4 separate regions of the Sus scrofa genome follow, and regions 1, 2 and 4 are each linked to region 3. A link is a contact called in public Hi-C and HiChIP or PLAC-seq data. All regions are on one chromosome and are shown on one strand. The core of a region is the stretch at or near the end of the contact, and the rest is flanking DNA. Distances in the headings are between cores, read along the strand shown.

Region 1 (2,700 bases), core at 60-2,559, 170 kb after region 3:
TTGAGTTAGTCACACAACAAGCAATGAAAATTTAGAGATTTGTCCATTGATCAAGTCACAGAAGTATAATTTTGAGAGAGAAGGTGTAGAATGACAGGTATGACTGATTCCATTTAATTACATGTCTAAACGCGCTAAAGAAAATATATTGCTATGGATACAGTTATAAGAACATGTGTGGGAATAATGATACACACCATTAGGAGAATAGTGCTCATTACAGGGGAGGGAGAGAGACTGAGATGGAGAGAGAGCTGCTGCCTGTCTGCATGGTTCTAGTTAAAAGAATGAACAAAGCAAGTATAATACATTAAAGTTATTAAAATGTAAGTTACCATACTTGTGGTGGGTCCACAGGGATTTAACATACTACCCTATTTGAGTAATTCATTATATTTTATTTAGGGAGTTCCAGTGGTGGCTCAGTGGTTAACGAATCCTACTAGAAACCACAAAGTTTCAGTGTCGATCCCTGGCCTCGCTTAGTGGGTTAAGGATCCCGTGTTGCTGTGAGCTGTGGTGTAGGTCGCAGAGTTGTCTCAGGTCCCACGTTGCTTAGGCCGGCGCTACAGCTCCGAGGAGACTCCTAGCCTGGGAACCTCCATATGCGGTGGGTGCAGCCCTAGAAAAGACAAAAACAAATATTTAAAATGTGGCAGAAGAGAATCAGGTATTGAAGCTGACTGTCCAGGGTCCCAGCGATAGCTGCGTACTCGAGGCATATACCTGTAATTTTTGCTCAGACACTTGTAAAATTTTGCTTGGGCCTCCAGAAGGCACTTTAAGCCCTGATAGCCCCGGTACAGATTCTATTTAGACATCCCACTGCCACTAGCAGGGAAGGAAAAGAGTGCAGGCATTGGCTACCATAATCAGTCAAGGAAAGCGGAGAGGTGCTGCTTAAAAAACCCAACCGTCTGGCAAAGCTCCACATTCCAGGTCCCTCTCACTACGAAAGCGTGCGCAGGGCGTGGCCCTATTACGTTGTAAATTCCTCCAAAGACCCCCAAACAGCAACGTCTTTTTTGCCGCTTGTTCAGTAGACTTCTGGAGCTTAAGGAACCTTTGCAGAAAGAACAAATGAGCTGGAGTCGCGGGTCGCACTAAAACAAAAGGATCTACGAAGTAACGCTAAAGGCTAGGTCTCCCCCGACTCAGTGTGCACAGGACCCCAGAACACTTCAGGGTAGAAGGGGCCAACCCACGTACACAAGCCCCATCGCCCACCCTCATCCCGTTCTGCGCATGCTCCACCCGCGACGCACACGAGCTTCCCCACCCCTTCCGGAGGCTCGCCGTGCGCGTGCGCTGTCGGGTCCGCGCTTTGTTGCGAAAGCTGGGGGCGAGGTCCTGCGGTCCGTGCGCACTGCGCGGCCAGACGCTGCGGGCGGGGCGGAGGATGGAGGCGGTAGTGTCCGCTGCAACGGTCGGGGCTGCGCGTGAGAAGGTGGCGGTGTAGGCGTCTAGGCTACGTGGAGGCCCGCAGCAGCGGCCAGGCCATGGCGGGAGTCTGTCTCGGTTGGGCTCCCTGAGGTGCGCTCCCTGAAGTCCTGGGGAGCTGTGACTCATGGGCTCGCTGAGCAGCCGAGTGCTGCGCCACCCGGGGCGAGCCGGACCCCAGCAGGAGCCGGGTTCTGGGACGGGGGCCTCGGCCCGGAGGCCGGAGACTGGGGGCGACGCGGCCGGCCACGGCTTCTGTTACTGTCCGGGCAGCCGCAAGCGCAAGAGGAGCAGCGGGGCTTTTTGCTACTGTCACCCCGACTCCGAGACAGACGAGGATGAGGAGGAGGGGGACGAGCAGCAGCGGCTCCTCAACACCCCTCGAAGGTACGTGGGGGACGCCCCCACACCTGTTGGGCGGCTTCCGTGGCGGAGTGTGGGGATGAGCCCGGCACCGGGGAGATTTCGGGGAGTGCGGCGCCCCCTAGCCCGTGAAGAGCGGACGTGCTCTTGATAGGGTAAAGGTGGGACCGGTTGGGGTCTGGGAGGATGGGGAACACCTGGGGAGACGCCGGGTATTGTGAATTGTAAACCTCGGACGTTGCCAGGGTAGTATTACAGCCCTAGCTTGAGGCTAAGAAACGCCAAACCTGAGCTTGCGCCTTATTAAACCTCAGATAGGGCTGGCCTTTGGTCGTACACCTCGCTTCTCTCAGAGTGGATGGCAGATGAATAAATTGTTTTGCATCCAGCTGCCTTAAATAGTACAAAACACGTAAATTTAAGTCTCTGAAACGGGCACCCATGTTGTCCACACAATGGAGGGGAAATGACACTCAGAAGCTCTCCTCAACGGTAAAGAGGAAATTTATCAAGAGTGGGTACGTTTGTTCTTCACTAGGAACAAAGTCTTTCACCGTCTTTAGTACTCAGAAGTCATTGACCGTGGGTATGTGTAAGGCACCTTGCTTAACCTTTTTTAGAAGAATTGAAAAACGGAATAGTTACTTGTGAACTAAAATGTAGTTTGTAAGTCGAATATATTTTCACAATCTGGTTGCTCTGTGTTTGTTTCTGGTTTTAGGTCATCAGTGGGACACATAGGTGTAATTTTTTAATGAAACTTTAAAAGATTCAAAAATTTTATGCTACACACATTACATATTTATTGTAAAATAAGAGAATCATAGGTACTTTCTGTTTATAGTTTGATTTATAAATCCTTTCATACAGCTTTATGAATACTTATATTTATTTCCA
Region 2 (2,700 bases), core at 61-2,560, 230 kb before region 3:
CATTCTACTACCTAGACATAGCAAAAGAATAACTGAATCTAAAGTCAGCTCTACAGCTAATAATTTCAACAAGCTATTTATAGTTGTTTCTGTTTTGTGCCTTTTTTTTTAATCTACTCTAAATTTAAACCTGCTCCTCATTTCAGAAGCTGACATTAGCACAAAGTTAAAACACGGGAATAATATACACTAATGAGTACAAAATAACTCCTGCTCAGTTCCTCTTGACAAAGGCTACAAAGAATAAGTCCCCCAGAAAGCTTCAAATTCTATTACAGTCATACCACCCTTAAAAAAAGTATTCCTTCTTCCAGAGTTAGGTCAGTTGTACATTTCAGTAAGAAAGGTAAGAACTCAATTCTTTTTTACTGATGATAGCTAAGTAAATACCAATTTTAGAGCATATCAGTCATTCCAGATATAATTCTGACAATTCCTTTTAACTCGCACTTTTAGGCGATATTAAAATGACTAAGTCTCAAAAAATGGAATAAAAGGGCCTAACTTTATGTATTAACTGTTCTAGGTAAAACAGTCACTAAATGTTCACCAACATTTTTCACAAGTGTTTCAAGAGGATGGTACACGTAAATGATAAATGATGTAAGATCTATCTCCAGGGTCACGTCTGGACCCATTCACAAGATATTAATTAGCCACGGTTTCTGTTGAGACCCCCCCCGGGGGGGGGGCCGCCGCTGCGGGGGGGGGTGGTAGGTGGCAGGAAGTAAGATCGTGCATAATGCCATTGTCGTAGCTTTAGCTAAGGTTCGAATTTCTTCTGGGCCTGCCCGAAAGAAAGCAGCTACAGTATTTTTTAAAAGATAAATCCTGGACGAATGCAATCAATAAAATTCAAGAGACCTCACCTGATGTTCCACAGGTTGCCTCACTCACCTGGTGGACTCTGAAGTCACTCCCCTCCACACCTCAGTTCCCTCAGCCCTCGCTCCTTTTCCAATACAGACCTTTCTCTTCCCTCCTGGTTTGTGTCTCGGTGCAAAGCCCTCTCTGGCCCCCCAGATTCCCTATAGGACCCGCCCTCCTCTCAGGTGCCTTTCTAGGTTCACCACCACCCCGCCAGCTCTTAGAGGCCGGCCTCCGCCCCCAGCACCCGCAGTCACCACGGGACGCCCCCTGCCCAACACCCAGGCTTCGCACCCTCCCGACTCCGGTTCCCGCCAGCGCAACCAAACCTCAGCGGCGCCCGCACCGCACCCCAGCACCGCCCCGCAACACACCCCCCGCCCGCGGCCCCCTTACCGCACATGATGCAGGAGGCACGGTCGGCACAGGAAACAGCGAGTGGCTGGCGAGTTCGGGAGCTCACACGAGCCTGTGGGACGATCTCCGGGCTTGGGGGCCAAGGGGTAGCCGACACTACAGCCTCAGAGATGCGGACAGCCGAGGCAACGACAGCGGTCTCGGCCTCCCGGGCTAGCGAACAACCGCCGCCGGGCCCCGCCCCCCGGCGCGCACCGCGCCGCCGCCGCCGCCCGCAAGTCCCATTGGACCGCTTCCGTGCCGCTCACAGGCACGTCCCGCCTCCCCGCGCCGCTCCGCCCCATCCCGCCCCTGAGCCCACGCAGGCGCTGGCCTGCTGGCTGCCGAGACGTGGCACCGGCTCGCGGTCGCATCCGCTTGAGGTTCCTGGAGCCGCCCTGACTAGCAGCGGGAGGTACTACGCTGTGGGGGAGAAAGAACTCGCTGGCTGGCCGGGAATGACGGAGAGATTAAGAAACAGGATGGAATTGTTAGCAAAGCAAATAGCCTTGGGGAGTGCGCCTCGAGCAGACCAGGGCCTCAAGCTATGGCACCCCCAGGAAGCGGGGAGAGAGGAGGAAGAAAGCAGGAAGCTTGATCCTAGGGGACAAACAAGTCAGGTGGAAAGGAGACATAAGGTTAAAGAAAAACTATGAGGTGAGGTCAGGTTCAGCCAGACTTTCTGGTGACAGACGATTCAGTTCAGGACTTAAGCTCTAAAATCATATGCTTGGCCTCTAAAACCCTCTGCTGCCCATTTCGATCCCCATCCACTGCTCCATAAACCAGTTTTTTGCGGAGGAGGGAGAGGTCAAATTTTACAACGCAACTATCGAACGCTGTGCGCCCAGCCTTAAAAAACTCTGCTACCCTAGACTTGAGATGGCCCACGGGAGAGGACTGTAGGAACTGCCTCCATTTGGTAGACGTACATTTGACTCTGAATGATTAATTCTATAAATTAATGCACCATTGCTGGCAAGAGAGACTTAATCAGAGAGAGATGATGTTTCTGAAAATTTATTACCTGAGCATTTGCTTTAAGATTTAAATGCTATCTTTAATCAAATGTAGATGGTTATCATAACTCTATTAATGGCCCAAGACTAGAATAAAATAAAAACTTAGGGAACATACAGAACAGTGCATGATCTTCTTATCCTAGGTGTTTGGTCTTAGCTCACACTACTGCTCTCTCCCTTCCGCACCTTTCAACACTTTACACTCCAACAAACCTGGGAGCAGGTAGTCCCGAGTGGGCTCACATTCTCACACCTTTTTTACTCTTTGGAATCCTCACTCCACCTCTGCCTAAATGCTGCCTCTTGGAGAAAACCCTTTGTGTCTTCCCCAGAGACTTAAGGACATTCATTCACCTCACATTCTTTGAACTGCCCCCCTTAAAGCAACATGCTTCTATATTTTATGATTTTTTAA
Region 3 (2,700 bases), core at 131-2,630:
CTAATCTTCATAATTCGGTGAGGGAGACAAGAATGGGCTTGAAAATGTTTTTGGTTTTTTTTTTTTTTAAATATAAGGCCACCGAGGTAAACAATTTCTGGCAACCTTCTTCTACCCACAAATCCTTGTCACTTTCAAATCTCAGTTTTAAATTTCTCAAGGACAATGACTCACAGGGCAAGGAAAGGGGGAAGGGAGGGAGGGTCAACCGGTCTAGAGCCGTTCATACATTCAACAACTAGAAACCAGAGTCCTGCTGCATCAGCACAGGATTTTAATTTACGGCGCACTGAAAGAGTCCCACCGTACCTTCCGCCAACACCTCGTCCACAGTAACCTGCTGTCGCCCAATGCCAAAGACCCTTCCGATGTAGCCACTGCCCAGGCCCGAGGTGCTGCCCCCTCCTCCGCTGGAGCCGGAGCCCAGGCCAGAGCCTCCCTGCTCTCGCCTGGAGTCGAAAAACTTCTTCATCTTGCGGAAAGGAAGCAGTAAAGCAAAATACCGACGGTTTCTAGATTTTTTTTTTGATTTTTTTTTTTTTTTTTTTTTTTTTAAGAAAACAAGAGATCCAAGGATTTCTTCTCGGATTTCAGCTCGGAGAGGAGCCACCCGAATCCGGCCGTGGGGGTGGGGGCTGGGGGAGGATGCCTATAGGAATATGCGTGTCAATCGCGCGGCGGTCCCCTCCTCCTCAACAGAGCGATTCGTGTAAGTTTAAACCTGTGATGACAGAGGGAGAGAGAGAGGATGAATCAGTAACACACTTAAAAATTCAACCGCTGAGTCCTAGGGGGAGCAAAAGCCATCATCCTGGGGAAACGCTTCATGCATTTTCTAAGGGAGAAAAACCCTGGGGCTGAAAACCCACCGGTTCTCAGCCCCAGAACCCTGGACCCTCTTGCCCAGGGTTCTGAAAAAGGAGGGATTCGGGCCGCCTCCGGCAGCACCGACCCAGCTGGACACTGCCTCCCCTCCTCCCCGGTCTCCCGCCGCCCCGCGAGAGAGCATCCCGGCGGCACCCACTTGAGATGGCTCGGCGGGCCGGCGCCCAGCTACCAGCCCCGCAACATTGTCACGGCCGCCGGGCCGGCCTGCGAAGCTGTGAGGAGGCGGCGCTGCAGCTAGAGCCGGGGCAGCGTTCGGCGCCCGCCCGCCAGCTGATCCCCGGAGCGCCCGGCGGAGACTGACCCGCCACCCCTCCCCCGTGCGCGCTCCCGCCCGGCTCCATCCATCCAACCAGGAAGTGAAACGCCGCCGGAAGTGCCTCTCGGGACGGCGCGGCTAGAGGCCAAGGCCTCCAGCTGCAGCCGCTCTCTCACAACCAGCGGGAAGGAGTCGTCGGAGAGTAGAGAGCTGGGGAAAGGGGCGGGGGGGGGGACCTCAATGCGGGGAGAGTTTTGGAAAAGAACGTTGATATTGCCCGACCCTTAAGGCACCATGGGAAAGGTAGTTCGGCGCATCCCAGCAGCTGGACTACAACTCCCAAGATACCCGTGGAGGAGCGAGCGAGGCGGCTGCGGTGGCCTCCTCCGCCGCAAGGTGGTTAGTGGGGTGGTGCATTTGTGAGGATTCGGTTAAACATCCGGCGAGAAAACTGCTAGGGACTAGCGTTTCCAGCCTGCTCTCTATGTTCCACTCTTGTGGAGCCATCTTATTTGAGGCTTGATCTGCACAAGGGATTCTGGGGATTGTGGTTTCCAAGCATATCCCGGCTGACACCTGAAGGACGCAGCTTAACCGCTCAGCCCCTAGCGGGTCCTGCTGGGCGTACCTTCGACACCTGGGCAGACAGAGGTGAAAGACTGAGGGTGACCCGGAAATTTTGCTGGCAGATGTTTTTGGTTTTTGGATTTTGGGGTTTTTTTTTTGGTTTTTGTTTTACCAGACCACACCCAAACGCCAACCCTAACATAAATAAGCCTGGAGCCCTTCCTCCTCCAGCTTCAGATGTTACTAAGAACCAGCTCAGCTGAGCTAGTCCTCATAAGACGTTGTCTTTTCAGGAAATCTACAGGCGCGACTCAAACTGAGAAAGTTAAAGAGCGTGTGCAGGGCAGATCGTAGGGTATCAGGAGACCCAAACCTTTGGTTTGAACCCAAACTTTGGGGCTTGTCTCACGGTGACCCTGCATTCTGCCACCTTTTCTGTTGCTGTGGGTGGGCCTGACCTTCACTAACCCCCTTCCATACAAGAACTCTAGGCTGACCTGTTATTTCTTTTCACTTCAAGATCCCCCCCATGATGCCTATTTTATCCTGATATCGTCCAACTGCTGAGAGTGGGGGTGGACAGCGTGATTTACCTCTGCCAAATGCAGAAGATTTGGAAGGCATCTTGGGACCCTTCTCCATTCCTAGATTTCCTGATGGATGGTGCTGAAGGTAGTGTCAAATCCCTGCCCATCCCCCTCCGCAAATCCATGATTTTCCAAATCCCTAAATATGGGTTATTTCTCACTTCCACCTGCTCGCCCTAATTCTGCGAGAGCCTTCTTGGCTTGTAAATTAGTTCCAGATTTTTTCTGCAGACACTTGAGAAGATGTGGGGGCGGGGCGGGGCAGGGAGGATGGTTCTTGCTTTCTCTAATCTGAAAATTGAACTGAGCTGTGAGAGGTTTATGCTGCTGCTTTCTCTTCTTCCTCCTCTTCCTGGTTCTCCTTCTCCCTCTCCCTCTTTTCCTTATTCCTCTTCTTTCTTT
Region 4 (2,700 bases), core at 182-2,681, 190 kb before region 3:
TGATAGGTATGAGGTGAAAACATGTTTATTTATAGCTCACCACCTAAATCTTGCATACTATGTAATAAGGAAATACGCCAAATGCAGGAAATACACCTAGAATAGAGAAATTTCCTTTCAGCCCAAGGAAAAGGCAGAATGGATAAATATTTTGACTGAGCTGGGTTTAGAGTCATGAAATGGTAAAGGTGAGTTAAATTAATCCCAGAATAGATCTATTCAAAAATAAGAGAGGGAGGAATTCCCCTTGTGGCTCAGGAGAAACTGAATCTGACTAGTATCCATGAGGATGCAGGTTCCATGCCACGCCTCTCTCAGTGGTTTGGGGATCCTCTGTTGCCCTGAGCTGTGGTGTAGGTTGAAGACGTGGTGGCTCGCATCCCTCCTTGCTGTGGCTGTGGGGCAGGCCTGCCGCTATAGCTCCAATTTGACCCCTAGCCTGGGAACTTCCATATGCTGCCTGTGCGGCCCCAAAAAGACTAAATAAATAAATAAAGGGAGACAGGAAGTGACTAATACAAAAATCTCTGCAAACCTAATTTTTTAGGAAATACCTTTCAACTTCAAGAGCATCAAGAGCACTGATACTCCTACCACTCAGGAGGTCAACCTCTGTTAGGCTCCTTTTGCTCCGTAAGAGAAATCGAGGTAAAACACCTACGTTAAGTCCTCGGTGCCTTTCACCTAACCAATGTTGACAGATGTCATTGGGAGGCCAAACTCAAAGACAGGGCAAATGGAAAGAAGAAAAACAAGGGAACGGAGTGGGTTTAATTAGTGAGAGGGAGGAAATCTAGGGTTCTGGATGCTCATCAGAGTTCCATCACTTAGATGCTGTGTAGCCTCCGAAAGGTCACGTTCCCTTTCTGGGCCTCACTGAGAAAATGAGTGAAATTCTGTCTGACATTCCGATTTTGTGAAGAAAGGCAGAGGGAATGCATGTGGAGGAGGGGATGGAGGGGCCCCGCGATTTACAAAGGGCTCCTCCGTTGGGTCCCTACAGCCGGTCTCTGCGAGCCTCCTCCCCGCAGGGACACAGGCACCAGGTCTCGGAGCCTGGAACAAGGCACTGCAGGGTCCGCATGATCCGGGGGTCGCCCTGGAGAGAAGACCACCTCAGGATTAAACCCCTAACTTGGGCGACGGGGGCGGAACCAAAGGCAAGGTCAGGGGCACTTCTCCCCACCCAGTTTAAGAGACAGCAGGGCGGGGCGGCGATCGCTCTGCTGTTAAGCCCAGCGGCATCCCTATACATAGCTCGAGGCTCACCACCTACCGCCTTCGCAGCCCCGCGGCAGCTGCCGCAGCTCCCCAGCCCAGGCGGGGCGCCACCGCCATCTTAGTCCAAGAGCGCAGGCGTAGGGAAGGCCGCTCTTCTGCACCCTCCCCCGTCCCCTTCGCGGAAGCGCCCGAGCCCCGCGCAGGCGCGAGCGCAGGCGCAGGCCGGCCTGGAACTGGCGAGGCACTTGGATAGCGCACCCTACCGGCCATGTGTGGCTCTGCTGTGGCTGAGGTAGGCTGTCTAGAAATCATTTCCTACCTACTGCTTGAGGTTGGACAGGGTAGAGAGAGAAAAAAATGTTTGCGGCGCTTGCCCAAGTGTCCTTAAGTAAGCACGAAGGACTGCCGCTTCCCTGGCATCACAACTGCCGATTCACTTCAGGGAAATTCACTTCAGGGGGTTTATGACAATTAGCATTTTGGGTTTTTTTTGTTTGTTTTTTTTTTTGGTTTTTTTTTTTTTGCTATTTCTTGGGCCGCTCCCGCGGCATGTGGAGGTTCCCAAGCTAGGGGTCTAATCGGAGCTGTAGTCTCTGGCCTACGCCAGAGCCACAGCAATGCGGGATCCGAGCCGCGTCCGCAACCTACACCACAGCTCACGGCAACGCCGGATGGTTAACCCACTGAGGAAGGGCAGGGACCGAACCCGCAACCTCATGATTCCTAATCGGATTCGTTAACCACTGCGCCACGACGGGAACTCCCACAATTAGCATTTTGAAAGTTTTTTGTTTTTGTTTTTTCCTGCACCGGCAGCATGTGGGAGTTTCTGGGCCAGAGATGAAACCTGCACCAGAGCAGGGACCCAAGCCACAACCGCGGGACAACGCTGGACTCTTAACCCTGCAGGGAACTCCTGCCAATTAGCATTTCAATCAGCCACCAAAATATGTTTCTCTCCCTTGCAAAAACTGATTTAAAAAATTGGGGGGGGGGCATTTATGTTAATTGGAAAACAAAATTGGTTAGAAACAGCACGTATACATGATCCCATTTCTGAAAAATAGTTTGTGTCTACCAGCGTGTGCTTGCATATGTGAGCAAGAACTCTCTGGAAGGCAGACTGCCAGCCTCCTCTCTTTTTCCCCTCCTCTTAAATATGCCACATCATTTCCCACCTAAGGGCCTTTTGCATAAGTTGTTCCCCCTTCAGGGAACAGTGCAGAAAGCCACAGGCAACCCCAGCCAAGGAAAGGGACCACTGCTCCGTGATCCCAAGCTCCTTCCTCCTGCCCCGACCTACAGGAGGCAGGTGTAAAAAGAGGAGGCTGGTCTCCATGCCTAACCAAGGGAAAAAAGCAAAGTTTGAAGGCAGGTACAAGATGGAAGTTTTAAAGACTTGGGCCATATTTTTTTAAATACCTGAGAGTAAGATAGAAAGTAAAATAGTTTTTAACGCTGTTAAGTGACCAGGAAGTT

Evidence for each region. A called contact is a pair of places that touch in the nucleus more often than the background predicts. HiChIP or PLAC-seq counts read pairs in DNA pulled down with a chosen protein or histone mark.
Region 1: a contact with region 3 is called in a Hi-C map of liver, with 7 times the contacts expected there. The contact joins the promoter of GMCL1 here to the promoter of AAK1 in region 3. A contact is called at or near these places in 3 of 47 Hi-C or Micro-C datasets (embryonic fibroblasts, heart right ventricle and liver) and 1 of 2 datasets of contacts at active chromatin or transcription factors (alveolar macrophages).
Region 2: a contact with region 3 is called in a Hi-C map of skeletal muscle, with 5 times the contacts expected there. The contact joins the promoter of GFPT1 here to the promoter of AAK1 in region 3. A contact is called at or near these places in 2 of 5 promoter capture datasets (fetal skeletal muscle and skeletal muscle), 5 of 47 Hi-C or Micro-C datasets (alveolar macrophages, embryonic fibroblasts, fetal skeletal muscle and 1 more) and 2 of 2 datasets of contacts at active chromatin or transcription factors (alveolar macrophages and skeletal muscle).
Region 4: a contact with region 3 is called in an H3K27ac HiChIP or PLAC-seq map of alveolar macrophages. The contact joins the promoter of NFU1 here to the promoter of AAK1 in region 3. A contact is called at or near these places in 1 of 5 promoter capture datasets (liver), 1 of 47 Hi-C or Micro-C datasets (heart right ventricle) and 2 of 2 datasets of contacts at active chromatin or transcription factors (alveolar macrophages and skeletal muscle).

The regions. Positions count from the first base shown.
Region 1 is chr3:72,618,305-72,621,004 of Sscrofa11.1, reverse strand. GMCL1 (germ cell-less protein-like 1) reads left to right here and starts at 1,309. Exons shown (of 15, transcript XM_021088403.1): 1 at 1,309-1,827. The coding sequence starts at 1,568.
Region 2 is chr3:73,027,521-73,030,220 of Sscrofa11.1, reverse strand. GFPT1 (glutamine--fructose-6-phosphate transaminase 1) reads right to left here and starts at 1,310. Exons shown (of 19, transcript NM_001194979.1): 1 at 1,264-1,310. The coding sequence starts at 1,270.
Region 3 is chr3:72,792,657-72,795,356 of Sscrofa11.1, reverse strand. AAK1 (AP2-associated protein kinase 1) reads right to left here and starts at 1,380. Exons shown (of 21, transcript XM_021087408.1): 1 at 1,025-1,380; 2 at 310-721. The coding sequence starts at 472. LOC102163904 (a long non-coding RNA gene) reads left to right here and starts at 1,547. Exons shown (of 6, transcript XR_302389.3): 1 at 1,547-1,795; 2 at 2,232-2,383.
Region 4 is chr3:72,981,806-72,984,505 of Sscrofa11.1, reverse strand. It overlaps NFU1 (NFU1 iron-sulfur cluster scaffold homolog, mitochondrial), which reads right to left and starts at 1,431. Exons shown (of 8, transcript XM_021087412.1): 1 at 1,277-1,431. The coding sequence starts at 1,338.